3 separate regions of the Mus musculus genome follow, and all the other regions are linked to region 1. A link is a contact called in public promoter capture Hi-C data. All regions are on one chromosome and are shown on one strand. Each heading gives the region's core, a stretch centred on a gene start, on an enhancer-like site or on the middle of the called end of the contact. The rest is flanking DNA. Distances are from core to core; before and after follow the strand shown.

The links. Promoter capture Hi-C pulls out the DNA fragments that hold promoters and counts their contacts.
Region 2: a promoter capture Hi-C map of pre-B cells shows a contact between it and region 1. The contact joins the promoter of Srsf6 here to the promoter of Fam83d in region 1.
Region 3: a promoter capture Hi-C map of pre-B cells shows a contact between it and region 1. The contact joins the promoter of Mybl2 here to the promoter of Fam83d in region 1. A contact is called at or near these places in 2 of 39 promoter capture datasets (cranial neural crest and pre-B cells).

The regions. Positions count from the first base shown.
Region 1 is chr2:158,766,059-158,770,946 of GRCm38.p6, forward strand. Fam83d (family with sequence similarity 83, member D) reads left to right here and starts at 2,041. Exons shown (of 4, transcript NM_027975.2): 1 at 2,041-2,529. The coding sequence starts at 2,056. Ppp1r16b (protein phosphatase 1, regulatory subunit 16B) reads left to right here. Exons shown (of 11, transcript NM_001159662.1): 11 at 1-276.
Region 2 is chr2:162,929,186-162,934,135 of GRCm38.p6, forward strand. It overlaps Srsf6 (serine and arginine-rich splicing factor 6), which reads left to right and starts at 2,323. Exons shown (of 6, transcript NM_026499.4): 1 at 2,323-2,592; 2 at 2,809-2,957; 3 at 4,241-4,365; 4 at 4,469-4,677. The coding sequence starts at 2,486.
Region 3 is chr2:163,053,303-163,058,057 of GRCm38.p6, forward strand. Mybl2 (myeloblastosis oncogene-like 2) reads left to right here and starts at 1,333. Exons shown (of 14, transcript NM_008652.2): 1 at 1,333-1,546. The coding sequence starts at 1,527.

The DNA of each region.
Region 1 (4,888 bases), core at 791-3,290:
TTTATGTGAAAAAAAAGTTAAAACTCTGTATACTGTATCAGCAGCTTTGTGTAAAAAATGGCAATCAAAAGAGTCTAATATATTTAAAACTTTTTTAAAAAAATATTCTCATGGATCTTTGATATCGTTCTGAAGCAGCTCCATGCCTCCAAGATGGGGTCTGACCATGTCACCAAGGGGCCTGTGCCTCTGGAGTTACTTCCAGCTGCCAAGGCCTGTGACGGAATTCATTGCTATGGATTTTTAATTAAGATTATTAAATTCCTTTTAATAACACCTGCTGGTCTGACTGTGGTTACTGCTGTGCCCTCGTCTGCATGGGACTGGTTTGAGTTCCACAAGAGATCGTGCCAGGGAGGCTCCCAGACATGGCTGCACCCAGAAGGCTCCCCGAGGAGGTCCCCAAGTCAGGGGAGCTTTGGGGATTCATAGGTGGAACTAAAGAGGTTTCTAGATTGGGAGATAGTGGTGAAAACTTATGAATTTAAGGAAAGATAGGTGGTCAGTGTTGGGCTTTATCCTGTCAAATATTTTCTTCGAAGTCACGTGATATCCTACAGCAGCAGTTTTATTACAGTTTGATTGGTTTATGTTATTTATGTTACCAGGGTGCTCCCTTCCTCTGTTCCACTGACTTGTCCTGGGCCTTCCCATGTTCCTCTCTGGGCTTTTTCCTTTAGCTTATAGTGGAGAGCAATGCTCTACGTCATTCAATGGGATCATAGATTATGATCTCTGATTATCCTTGCTTTTAACCCAGGAAACAGAGGCAAAGACACTGTGTGACTGTACAGCCTCAGGCCTGGCCCCTGTCCTTATTACATGCAAGAGCTGGTTCGATTTGATAGAGGAAGGTAGTCTTCTGCATCCTGGATGCCAGAGTGGGGACACAGGAAGCTCTTGCCTTTGGGCTTGAATAACTTCCCTGAGAAGGCTGGAACCAGGGAAGGATGAAGAGAGGGAGGAGATCCTCACAGCAGTACTGGTTTGTTTTAAGTTTACAGAGGTAGAGGCAGGGGGTTAGAAAGCCAAGGTCATCCTTCGCTACAAGATATGAGAAAGGGAGAGAGAGAGAGAGTGAGAGAGACCTTTAAGCGAAGAAGTAGATACCACAGTGGATTAGTATATAGATGTATATGTATGAGCATATATGTATGTGTATATGTATATAGATATATATGTGTATGTTTGCAAGGTCTTCTGTGACCTCTCTTAGGATTGACACAGAATAAGATGGCTTCGAACTCCAGATTCTCCTACCCTAACCTCCCATGTGCTGGGAGTGTGCCACCACCCCCAGCTCTGCACCACTGAGAAAAAAAGACATTTATTTATTTTTATTTAATGTGTATGTTTGTGTGCTACGTATGCATACAGTGTCCGTGGATACCAGAAAGGGCATCATCAGATTCCCTGGAAGCATTATAGGTGGTTAGAGGTTGCCAGGGGAGACAGTGCTAAACCCAGATCCTCTGGAAGTGCTCTTAACTGATGAACCACCACTCCAGGCTCTATCTCTGTCTCTTTGTCTCTCTTCCTCCCCATCTTTTCCCTTCCTTCTCCCTCCCCCTCCCTCCGTCCCTCTGTCCTTCTCTCCTTCTCACTTGCTCTCTGTATTGATAAGTTAATGATTAGATGCAGGGTGGAGTGGCAATGAGGCTGATCACACCAAAATAAGCATGTCCAGGAGCAAGTCCTACCCCTAGTCCGAGTCCTTGAAGCACCATGTTATAGGGCACTCGGCAGGGGGCGTGCTCGGACAGTGCGGGGCTATGTCCCGGGTTGGCAGGGTTCTGGAGCCGCTAGGGCGGGGTAAAGTCAGATTTAAATTCCGCTCAGCCATCAGGCAGTGAGAGCAGAGGGTGGGCGGGTTCTGTCTCAGGAGCAACCAATAGCAATGAGGGGGCAGAGCCTTTGGTACGCATGGGAGACATCCAGCCAATGGGATTGCTGGGGCGGGGCGGCGAGCCAATAGAGCGGGCTGGTTTGATTCAAAGATGCCTATAAAAACTCAGACTACCACCGTAGACAAGTGGATCGGTTCTGGGCACTGCCATGGCTGCTCGCTTCGAGCTGTTGGACGACCTTCCCGCGGCCTGCCTGTCTCCGTGCGGACCGCCCAACCCCACGGAGCTGTTCAGCGAGGCGCGGCGTCTGGCTCTCGAGCAGCTGCTGGCCGGTGGTCCCGACGCCTGGGCCGCCTTCTTACGGCGTGAGCGGCTGGGCCGCTTCCTCAACGCCGACGAGGTGCGCGAGGTTCTGGGCGCTGCCGAGCGGCCGGGCGAGGATGGGGCGGCGGTAGCGGAGGACTCGTTCGGCTCCTCTCACGAATGCTCGTCGGGCACCTACTTTCCGGAGCAGTCGGACCTGGAACCGCCGGCGTTGGAGCTCGGCTGGCCTTCCTTCTACCAGGGTGCCTACCGCGGTGCCACGCGTGTCGAGGCTCATTTCCAGCCCCGCGGCGCGGGCGCCGGAGGCCCGTATGGCTGCAAGGATGCGCTGCGCCAGCAGTTGCGCTCCGCCCGAGAGGTGAGCGGCCCCCTGGCAGCGGGTAGGGGAGGAGCATCGGCCTTCTGAAAATTGAGTCATGTCGTAGTTCCAACTTCTGTTATTGGTACCCCTGGAACAGAGCGACTGTTAGTTCAAACCAAAGTGGATTGCAGAATTCCAGGGACGTCAGCTGACATTAGGTCTCACTTTCAGGAGCTAAGTAAAAGCTTAGTTTTACCCAAAAGATGATACCCGGAGACCATGGGGAGATCTGTAATTACCACTTTTCCACGCTTCTTAATGTTGTAGACAGATAAATTCGAGCAGTCGGTTTATCTCTTTCACTTCTGTGAGTGAGTCTGGTGGGAGATATTTTTAACCCACAGTGCCTGGGACTGTTCCAAGTAGCATTGATCCAAAATGCAAATATTTGTGCTTTAGATAAGCCACTGGTTACAATGGGTTTTTATCTTAGCTAGTGTCAGACTGCCCGATTGGCCTGGGGTGGAGTATAGAGTCTGGCCTGCCATAGATCAGGGAGAAAGGGCTCCACTTGGGAGGGTGTGGCTACAAGTTTGCATGCTGGTGAACACTGCTCCATTCCCAGACCTTTTGACTGCCTGGAACATGACGGGCAAAGCCTCAGACCATGTCAAGACTTAGTAGGCCTGGCACCGCTATATGTTAGGGTGCGGATCAGGTTGACATCACCAAGTCTAGGAGCAAGTTTGCGTTCTGTTTTTGTCTTTTGTTTTTTGTTTTCCTCTCTGCAAGACAAGGTCACTGTAACCCAGGCTTACCTGGAACTTACAGGCTTCAATTTCAGGCAATCCTCCTGCCTCTGCCTTCCTAGTGCCAAAGCCAAAGTTCTGATGCTGGTTCTGTACCTGACAGGCAGGACTTTGAGGATAAGAGTGTAGGTGACCAAGCTGTTCAGGGAATAGTATGGCTATGGCTGGATTCATGTTAATCCTGTGAGCTTTGGGTGGGCTGAGGGTCCGTTTGATGCTGGAAATGTTTCACTTGTGAGTTCAGTACAAAATTATAAAGCGTTTGGAAGAGGCAAAATTGTGGGCTAAGGGTGCATGCCCAAAGCTTCCCTCTGGGAGGAGAATTTGAGCACTCCTTGGGGACACCTTGAGAAGGAAAGACCTGGTCTCCAGGAAAGGCAGAGGTGTGGGCTGCTCTAACCTTTTGCTCAGTTGGGTGAAGGCACTAGAGCTAGAGGTCAGAAGGAAAACTTGCCTTAAAAGGGATCACAGCTACAGCAGACTTCCCTATCTTTCTTGCAATCTGAAAAACATCAGTGGATGGGGCCTCCTGCTTCCCTCTGTACCTACTTCCTTTACACCTCCCCTACATCCCTGTCTCTGGAAGCTGGGCGTTCCCACGGAGAAAGGTGGGAAACCCAATGAGCATTTTTTTGTATATATGCCCAAGTGCATACTTACCCAGAGTCTCCCAGCTGTCACACTGCCAGGGCTGGGGTCACAGAGGAGGGGGTGTGGTTCTCGTCCTTAGTTCATGGAGGACTGGGGATGAGGAAGGGGCTAGAAGAAAATCTGGAGTGGCGATGTCTGAGTTGGACTGAGAAGGAAGGATGGAACTAGCCTGTCTATGGAGAAGATAGGGACCAAAAGTCGAAAAGATGATGGGGGTGGTGTTCCTAGCAGTAAGCCTGGCGTGAAGGAGTTTAGATTTAGGAGGGCTGAGGTGGCAAGGAGGCCAGAGACATCCTTGTAAGAGGAAAGAGTCTGGATTAAGGCAGGGTGGGCAGGAAGCCAGTTTTAGGCAGAGTTCCCTGAATTTGAGACATGACGAACTGGAGTGGAAAGGCAGGGGAGGAAAGTATGTAGACAGCGAGGAAGCTTGAAGGCTGGGGGGGCGGGGTAGCTCTGTGGCAGGACGGACCTTAACATGCTGGAGGTCTTGGGTTTGAGCACACACTAAGGGGACAAGGGGGAGAAGGAAACACGTGGAAGGTTGATGGCTCTGCCGCCTCAGTTCCCGTAGAGAACAGCCGGGCTCTGCCTTCGAATGCTGGGCTTCCAGGCGTGTGCCGCCAAGCTGGCTGAGGCTGAGACTTGCTGGCCCTAGTTGGCAGTGACAGGACTACACTGGAATACATTAAGGAAAACAAGGACTGAGCTGGCCAAGGAGTGGGGTGTATAGGAATTAGGTTAATTTGAGGCATGAGGCTTTAAGAGGAAAAAAAAATGAGTCAATAAAAATTGTTTTCTCACCGCCTTTAATCCCAGCAGGCAGACACAGGCACATCTCTATGAGTTTGAGGCTAGCTTGGTCTAAATTGCAAGTTCCAGGCCTACAAAAGCTATATGGGGTGTGGGGTGGGGTGTGTCTCAAAACAAACAAACAAACAAACAAACAAACAATGCTT
Region 2 (4,950 bases), core at 1,073-3,572, 4.2 Mb after region 1:
TTTCATTCTAGGTACCCAGGTCAGGTCTTCGGCAGCAAACCATTGAACCATATCCCCAGCGCCTTGCTCAGTTGACTGATCCTCTTGCCCGGAAGTCTGATCTGCTGGTGTTACAGGTGTGCACCACCGCACCTGGCTCAGAAGATTTTAAATGAGGGTTTGGACTGGCTTGGCACCGTTTACACAAATCTCCCGCAGACAAGCCTCAGAGATCTATCTATCAGACTGATGGCATGGATGGGCCATCAGTCAGATGCTCTGGGCAGAACTTCCCAGAGCAGCCTCTGCTGCATTCCACACAAATACTCTGGGGTGGCTGTGTTAGTTGAGATTTCACATGGTAACAGAATCAGTTGGGGGTGGGAGGGAGATGTGGTGAGCGAACCTGTAGGAACTGGCTCTCATTGATATTGAGGCTCTGGAGTTCCAAACTAGCATGTGCATCAAGTGTGGAGGCCAAGGGTCACCTCAGGTGTCATTCCACAGGAACGGTCAAGCTCCAGAAGCAAGCAGTTTCCCAACAGACCCTTCCCTTCCTTGTTTTTAAGACAATGCCTCAAACTTAGCCAAGGCTAATCTAGAACCCATAGCAGTCCTCCTTCCTCAGCTCCCGGATGCTGAGAACAGGCATCAGATACTGCACCTGACTATCTGGCTTTTCCCTCCCCCAGCCCACTAAAAAAATAAATAGACTCTCATGCTGCGCACTTGTCATTTCAGTTTGTTGCTTTTGCAAAGTACCAAGTTAGGTCGGCAACAGGACTCCCCAGTGCTGCTGATCCAACTAGGAACTTTGGAAGATAAATGATCTCATGGGTTGTCTTGTGTGTGTGTAGAACATGAAAGTAGAAAGGGAACTATGTGAAGGAAACAAGGATAAGGGAAGAGGGGAACAAAATATGGTAATAGGGTAGGAGAATGACAAATACTGGCTTTTTCGTCTCGTGTGGAATCCAGATGTGTGTTTGCTTTTACAAATAATTTTAAAATGTGTTATCATCACACTTAGTTATTTATTGAAGGCATGACACGCATCAGGAGGTCAGAGGACAACTTGCAAGAATTGTTTTTGTTGTTGTTGTTGTTCCTTCTACCGTGTGGGTCTCTAGGATCAAAGTCGGGTCCTCCAGCTTGGCAGCAAGCACCTTTACCGGCTTCAGTCTTCTCACCACTCACAAATAAATTTTAACAAGTTTTTAGAAATTGACAATTTGATAAAACTGTTATGTGTTGACTTCATTCTGTGTTCCATGAATATTTTTAAAAGCTGTCTACATATATATATTTATATTTCTAACTTAAGGACGTTCTCTTCCCTCGAGAATACTATTAACACATCTCCCTGTGTGCTATCAACATTGCCGGTCTGCCCCAGAGGACAGAATCTTCTCTCATTATAGCTGAAAAGCCTGAGGCTGCCCAGATTCTGGGCAGAAAACAAATTCCTAAAGAGCAGGTACTAACTCAATGGCAGTCTTTTCTCTCAGCTTTTATCACACCGTGCTCTGCTTTCGGTTTCCTTACCTCTCTAGCCAAACCTTCGCCGTGCTTTGAATACTCCCAAGGCATGCTCCTTGATAGTCAATTAACTTTACTCCAGGGCAGTGGGGCTGTTTTGTTTAACTCTACAGCATTAGATGTCACCTCCATAAACTCCTAAGTGTGTATTTCTGCTTTATAAATAGTTTGCCTTCGGATCCAACCAGGTTAAGGACAGTATGGATAGGAAAGGGGATAGGGGGTCTTGGAGGACCATGGGGCCCAGCCATGCTCCCTTTGTGAACGGCCGCGGCGAGCGCGGGATTCAGAGCTGTCAGAGCTCCGAGCAGAGGGAGGGATGCCACCCAGACCAGCCACAGCACCTCCCCCGCTGGTCACTAAACCTCGGGGACAGATCCCGAGCCGCTGAGAAACTAAGGAACTGTCCGACTCCCAAGAGCGTGTACTCAACGAAACCAGTGCGAGCTACCCGCTGAAGGGAAAGAGCAACCTCTTTTTTTTTAGTAGACCAATCAGAGACCAAGATGGCCTAGACTGACAGCCCGGACAACCAATGAGAAATAAAACTCGTTCTCCGCGTGCCTGGGCACAAGAACAGTTTATTAGGCACGACTCAAAAGGTCCGGGCCTCGGCTGTTTACGCTGATGGCTGCACAGCGCCAGGGGACATGACAGTAGCGAAATCAACTCCCAGCAAGCACGGCACGCGCCGCGGGCCGCCCCAACACATCCGGAGCGGCCCGCGGCGCGGGAGAGGACGTGCTGCGCGACGACGTCACGCGCTGCGCCGCGCCGCGCCCCGCCCCCGGGCACTTATAGCGTAGGCCGGCGCGCGCGCGCGCACCATTGTGTGGCTGACTCGGCCGCCGCTGCGGTGTGAGGCGCGTGTTCGGGCCTTCGCCGTCCCCGCACCCGCACCGCAGCCCTGCCCCGCGGCCCGCCGCCCCTCCGCCAGCCTCCCGGAGGACACCCGTGGGTCACGGCCATGCCGCGCGTCTACATAGGACGCCTGAGCTACAACGTCCGCGAGAAGGACATCCAGCGCTTTTTCAGCGGCTACGGCCGCCTCCTCGAGATCGACCTCAAAAATGGGTGAGTCGGGTCTGGGAGGCCGCGCCCCGCGGCGGAGAGAGGTCCCCCAAGGACCCGAGGCGGCCAAGGCCGCGGCGCCGCGTGGCAGGGCCTCTAAAATGGCGGCGGCGGCGGCGCCCCGAGCGCGCGCGCGCGGGGGAGGGCGCGGGAGCGCGCGGCGCCGGCTAACGACACGCCCGCCCGCCGGTGCGCGGCTCGCGCTCCGCCCCTCCGCAGGTACGGTTTCGTGGAGTTCGAGGACTCCCGGGATGCCGACGATGCCGTGTACGAGCTCAACAGCAAGGAGCTGTGCGGCGAGCGCGTGATCGTAGAGCACGCCCGGGGCCCGCGCCGCGACCGCGATGGCTACAGCTACGGAAGCCGCAGTGAGTCCTTACCCCCGCGCGCTCCGCGTCCTGGGTACCTGGGGGGGGCGGGGGTTGGGGGCGCAGGGCGGGTGCAGTCACTTGGGTGGGCAGGGTGGGACCTCCCCAGCCCGGGCAGGCGCGGAGGCCGGGGCTTGTCGGCCCTGGGTGTTCCCGGGGCCCCTCTACCTCCACGCATGCCCGGGTAGCCGTGGGACACCGGAGCGCGGGGAATGGGGTCGGGTGGCCGGTTGACTTAAGTTTGGAAGGAGTGGCTTCAGTTGGCCCTCTTTGGCACTGACTTGGGTTCTGCCATTGAAAGCGAGGGCTGGCTGTATTTGTAGTATGCCCCCTTGCTTATCTGTCAGTGCTTGTTAGCATTGAGGAAGTTTCTAGGAAGGCTGGGGTGGAGGTGGGGCAGGGGGCGGGGAAAGGGGAGGAGCTTGAAGTCTAAGTCTTAGGAGCTGGGAGGCTTGATTGGGGGGGGGCAAAGAAAATGCCATTTTAAACTAAGTAATGTGGCATAGTACCACAAAGTAAATCTAAATAAGCTTTATGCTGTATTTGAAATAGTTGGGGCATGTTACTGGGAGGGGGTTGGGGGGATTTTGGTTATGTGAAATGTTTAATGTTGAAATTGTTGCATGTTGAATTCCAACTTTTTAACAAGTCCTTGATGTTTCAATTTGAAAGTGACCAATGGGGCTGAGGCTGTGTCCACTGAGGCTAAGATGACTGCCTTTCCTGATTGGCCTTGGCTTTTCCATACATTGTGTGACCCTTGCCCTATGACCCTTTGGCTGACCTTACCGGAAGCCATGACGACAGCAGCCTTTTGCCATTAGACGCAGGGTGATGGTGAGGATTCCAAGGGTTAGACAAAACTGGTTAATCTGAACTAGGTGACTGTTACCTTGCGTGTTTTGTGGCCAAACCACCACCAAAAACCTCACACTGTGATGTAAGTACTTAGTGTAACTAGTAAACATTTTTGTAAAATGTAGAAATGCATGTAATCAGTTAAGTTTTATATTTTACAATGTTCTGTAAAATAAAACTTAGCGAGGTAAATTGAATAAAGGAGCAGTCACTCTCTAACAGATTGTAGGAGAGGTTTAGTTGGATTTAGTCTATTTGACTTGCCCTTAATTTAATTTGTGGCAAATCACAAATGTATCGAGGGTTTAGCAGTATAATAGCAAAGTCCTACTCCAGTAATAAACGTTGCTATGTTTGTACTAACTTTCAAAAACATGCATGCCTGTCATTGCAACGCATCTAATTACTCCCTTCATGTGATAAAGGTGGTGGAGGTGGATACAGCAGTCGGAGAACTTCTGGCAGAGACAAATATGGACCACCTGTTCGTACAGAGTACAGGCTTATTGTAGAAAATCTGTCTAGTCGTTGCAGTTGGCAAGACTTAAAGGTATGTACCTGGGGTTTTAAAGACAGAGCAGTTACTTTCCTTAAGAGTTGGCTACGTGGTCTTGCTTTAGATTTCTGGAGCTTATCAGTCTTAACTGTTTTAGGATTTCATGCGGCAAGCAGGAGAAGTGACTTATGCAGATGCTCACAAAGAACGAACAAATGAGGGTGTGATTGAATTTAGATCCTACTCCGACATGAAGCGTGCTTTGGATAAACTGGATGGTACAGAAATAAATGGCAGAAATATTAGGCTTATTGAAGATAAGCCAAGAACAAGCCATAGGCGCTCCTACTCTGGCAGTAGATCCAGGTAACGAGGGCTGGGGGGAGGCTTGTCATTTCCAGTTGTTGCCTAGTTGTATTTACGGTGTTTCTTGGTTGTAGTAAGCAGATATTCTAGCCACAGATGGGTAGTTAAAACATATTCCTTTTTTTTTTTTAAGATTTATTTATATATTTATTTATTATATGTGAGTGCACTGTAGCTGTCTTCAGACACTCCAGAAGAGGGCATCAGATTTTGTAACAGATGGTTGTGAGCCACCATGTGGTTGCTGGGATTTGAACTCAGGACCTTCAGAAG
Region 3 (4,755 bases), core at 83-2,582, 4.3 Mb after region 1:
ACTCTAGAACTACAGTTTGGGGAAGTCAGTGCCTCAGTTTCTCCATCTGCTATCGGGTAATACAAGCATATAACTCATTGGGTTGTTATGAAGATCAAAGGTTTCTATGAACTGTTTTTGTAGGTGAGGAAGCAGGCATGGAGAAGTTTGATAATTTGAGATAATGGAACTAGGGAAAGGTAGGCTGGGAATCACCCCCGAGGAGATCTCACTGTAAAGCACACTAGCCGTGAAGAGCAGCGATCCACATGAACTCCTTTGAAGGGAGAGGGGTGGGGGGAAGCCTTGAATTAAGCCAGGTGAAAACTTGTAGCTTTCAAGTCTTCATCCTTCTGTAGTAAATGAAGTTTTCGGAGTTGTACTGTCTAAAAGGGGCCAGCAGTTTTTGGAAAGAGATCTGAGGCCTGAGCCTAAAGGGCATTTGGCTGGGGTTCTTCCAGGCTCCTATCCTTTCAGGGAGTCCCAGTAAGATGACACTCAGTTTTTAGGTAGTAAATGACAACCTGAAAGAGACAACCCTTGCCATCAGAAATTGAACGTAAGCCAACAAGCCTTCCCCCTGGGCTTAATACATTTCCTAGGAAAGGCTGCTGGGATCCCAGAATGCTCACAGTTCAGCAGAGGAAATGCGCACAAATGCAAGCAGATGGGCAGGAGACCCCAGTCGGGGAAGATGTGGGGAGTTCCTGGTCCAAATACGGCCCAAGCAAAAGCTGCAAGACTTAATTTCGCCTCTCTGTGTCTTGGCGTGGTGATCTGGAAGGCCGTTACTAAATGGAGTTACAAAGATTTAACCCGGACAGAAGAGAGGTTTAAGTTTGGTGAGAGAAATGTTGGGATTTTGAGCTGGGTCTCTCTGAGGCAGCTGAAGAAGCAAGAGGCTTGCAAAGGAAAAGATACAAACCCAGTCAAAGGGAGCATGGGGGCTCTAGGGATAGTGGCTTGGACCGTCCCAAGCAGTGACAATTTGGGCGGGAAGTTTCTCCTATTCAGTTCTTCCAGTCTTTGCTATGTGTGTGGCTCGGGGTCTATCTAAGATTCACACAGAGCCAGGCCTCGCGCCTCATTGAATCCCTAAGGTAGGTGTATCTGGACACAGTAGATTGCCAACTAACAGAGCATCTGCCCGCTTGCACATTCGGTTTCTGCCCTCCGGTAAACCACTCCCCTCTTCCCCATGCTTGGGCTCCGCCCCTACAGTAGGCCCCTCCTAGGGTTCTGGCGCGCGGGCTCCGCCCCTCGTGTCTTGTACGCTTCGCCCCTTCCGTATGCTCCGCCCCTGCGCTCGCGCGCCAGGGCCGGGCGGCGCCGACGCACTTGGCGGGAGATAGGAAAGTGGTTCTGTGCGCTCCCTAGGCAGCTGCAGTTCCTGGGAACGTGCGACCAGACCTGCAGACACGCTGACGCCTGAGAGCACCGCCTGGGGCCCGGAGCGGCTCGAGCAGCCTGAGTCCTGACCCCGGCCCGGCTCCCGCTCCGGGCTCGGCCGGCGGGCGTAAGGGTGCGGCGGGGTCCGGGCCGGGGGGATGTCTCGGCGGACGCGCTGGTGAGAGGCTGCGGGCGCGCTGGGGTCCTCTCCCTTCTCCTTGGGTCGGCAAGCGTGAGATGGGGATCCCCGGGAGAAATGCACCCTGCGCCGCCCGATGCAGGGGCGCGCGCCACGTTAAGAGGCTATCGGGACCCCCTCGCTCGGTTCCTGGGCCTCCTGGGCCCGGGAGTCTGAAAGCGCGGGTTCCCCCTCTAGACCGGGTCCCAGCCCTGGGTGAGGTCCATCATCTCCCGCCTAATTGCAGGGTGGGGAAGGAAGGCTGTCGCTCGCGGTGTCAGCTGGAGGCCCATTACTGGGTAGGGAGAATGTCTCCCCTTGTCGCAGCGAGTGGAAGGCAGAAGCCTGGGAGACACTTGTCGATCAAGAGTGGCTCGAATTTGCTGGCGTTCCTTTCTTGTTAGCATTCCGGGAAGCACAAAGCCCCTGGGCCCTCCGCGGGATGCGAGACGGGGAATTCGTTGTCTCATGGGGTTTCGGCGGCCGGTTCGGTTTGGTTTCAGAAGCCTTCTTCCTGTCCCACGCTAGTTTTGGGCAGTTGGGGATGAGTAAAGACTATTGGTGTGCAACGAGACTGCTCTGCTAGCAGCCTCTGAGCCAAAGGCAGGAACTGGGTTTCCCTCTTAGTTCCCTAGAGGTTAGGTGGCTGGGTCAAGTCTGGACTTTTGGGACACCTGTGTATCTGGGGCCTAATCGCGGGGCTTTCCAGCCTTTCTAAGGCGTGGGATAATTGGGTTCTGCTGTGTTCCTTCTGGGTCTTTCCAATTCAGAACGCCTTTCCACCGTCTTCAGATGGCCGAACCTGGCCTAGGATGAAGATAAGGCACAGAGATGCCTGCTTGCTTACTTGCAGAGTTCTTCGTGGCTGGGTTGGGTATTGGTTTGGTCTGTGGGTGCTGATCAGGGTGGCTTCCCATGCCCCGGTGTCTAGGACAGTTCAGTGCCCAGGAAGGGCATCTGGAAGTACTAATCCCAGAGCCCCGGGCTTATCTGAGGGTCTCTTTTGTGAAGTGTGGACTCTGTGCCCCTGCATCCTCACGAGCCTTTCTCTGCCACATGGTGTGACTCCCTGTACCCCAGTGGCCCACTTCCCTCTTGGCCTCTGACTCACCTTTCCCTGGAGCATAGCCCAGAACGTACAAGGGCAAGAGAAAGGGTATGTGTATATACAAAAGTGTGACTTTTCTTTAAACAGCACACTGGCCTCTGCTTTTCATGCTACGGTTCCTAGGGAGGTTAGGGTGTAAAAATGTGGAGCTTGGTGTGACATAATCGTTGTCGGCCTCACTTTTCCCGTCTGTTAAATGGAGCCCTTGAGAATGCGCAAGAAGGTGTGTGACTGATGGATACTCCCATCTGTTTAATAGTGTGACCATGCCGGGTAGCAGCAACACATGTCTTTAATCACAGCACTCAGGCAGGTGAATCTCTTCAGTATACAGGACAGCATGGTTTGCAGAGTGAGTTCCAGGGCAGCCAAGGCAACATAGAGATACCTATCTCAAAGGACCCCCGCCCTCCAAATACTGTCACTATTACACAGCACTGAGGCTTCAGGCTCTCTTACACAGAGCCTTTTCCCTAGGACACCGGCTGAGCTTCTAATAGAATCTGGGCCTCGTGCTGGGTTTTGGAGAAGCAAACTCAACTGATAATGTTTAGTAGATTTTGCCTCCTGCTTTACAATGGTAGGTGGGGCGTGCATTGGGTCAGCACTGACAATACAAATCTGCTTTCTGGATTCTGTGACGCGTATTGCTAGGCTTAGGAACTTCTTTTCGTTTTCGTCGGGATTTTTTTTTAGAATTGTTTCGTAGGCAGCATCTTTGCAAGTATCCATTCATTCACAAATCCACTCCTTCCCTGGGCAAATATTTCTTTAGGCCTTTTCTGTGCCAAATTCCAGGATGTGAAGTTGGAGCTGACCTTTGTGGGTGAAGTCAAGAGCAGAGGTTGGGGCTGAGGGCTGGACCTGGCTTTCCAGAGTGCTTGTATGTGTGTAGGAGTGACAGGGAGGGAGGCTGTGCTGAGTGTGAGGGAAGACAGGGAGGGCTGTGCAGACACCAACGCTGCACACTTGTGGGCACAAAGTGTGGCTCGTCTTGCTCGTTTGGAAATCTCTACTCTTCCCAGTTACATATGACTGACTAACCTTTCGTATTTGCTCGAGGTGACCGAGTGCAGGTCCCGGGGAAGGATTAACCAAGTTCTGTGAAAAACTGGTTGTTTGCCTTTCTCCCTTAGTTATGTATCTGTGGGTGGTTTTGTGCACTTGCGTGTAGGTGCCCACAGAGGCCAGAGTGGCTGGACCCTTCTGGAGCTGGGAGGTTGTGGGAAGGGTGCTGGAGGCTGAATTTAGGTCCTCATCAAGGGCAGTATGTTCCTTAGTGGAGCCAGCTCTCCAGTCCCTAACTAGCATTCATAGTGTGATCTCCTTCCTCAAACCATCAAACTAGGCAATAGGATTTTGATAGCAGGTAAAATATTCCATGTTAGCCAGGTGATAGTGGTGCGTGCCTTTAAACCCAGCAGGGAGGCAGAGACAGGCCGATCTCTGAGTCTACGATTGAGTTCCAGGATAGCTACGGCTACACAGAGAAACTTTGTCTTGAAAAACAAACAAAAACAACGAAAACTTCCATGTTAGTTTTTTTTTTTTTTAAAGCCTCCAGACATCAAATAATTGTATTCTGAGTTTTATGCTCTCCCTTAATTGTGCCCACGTGCAGTCAAGAATTGGAAAGAATGAACAAAGTTAGGCTTGGTGTGGTGGAATAGGCCTTTAATCCAGATAAAAAGAAAGGAAAACCTTGGGCTGGAGAGGTGGCTCAGTGGTGAAGAGCACTGACTGCTCTTCTAAAGGTCCTGAGTTCAATTCCCTGCTACCACGTGGTGGCTCACAACCATCTGAAATGCAATGCCCTCTTTAGTGGATTTGAAGGAAGTAACAGTGTACTCACATAAAATAAATGCATTTTTTTTAAGTTAAAAAAAAGAATGGAAAACGTTGTTGAGGACAAACTTAAGATGCTTGCAGTGTTGCATGTTTGATGACAGGTTATCCTTTTATTTTTAAAGATTTATTTATTCATTAATATATGTAAGTGCACTGTAGCTGTCTTCAGACACCAAAAGAGGGCGTCAGATCTCATTACAGATGGTTGTGAGCCACCATGTGGTTGCTGGGATTTGAACTCTGGACCTTCAGA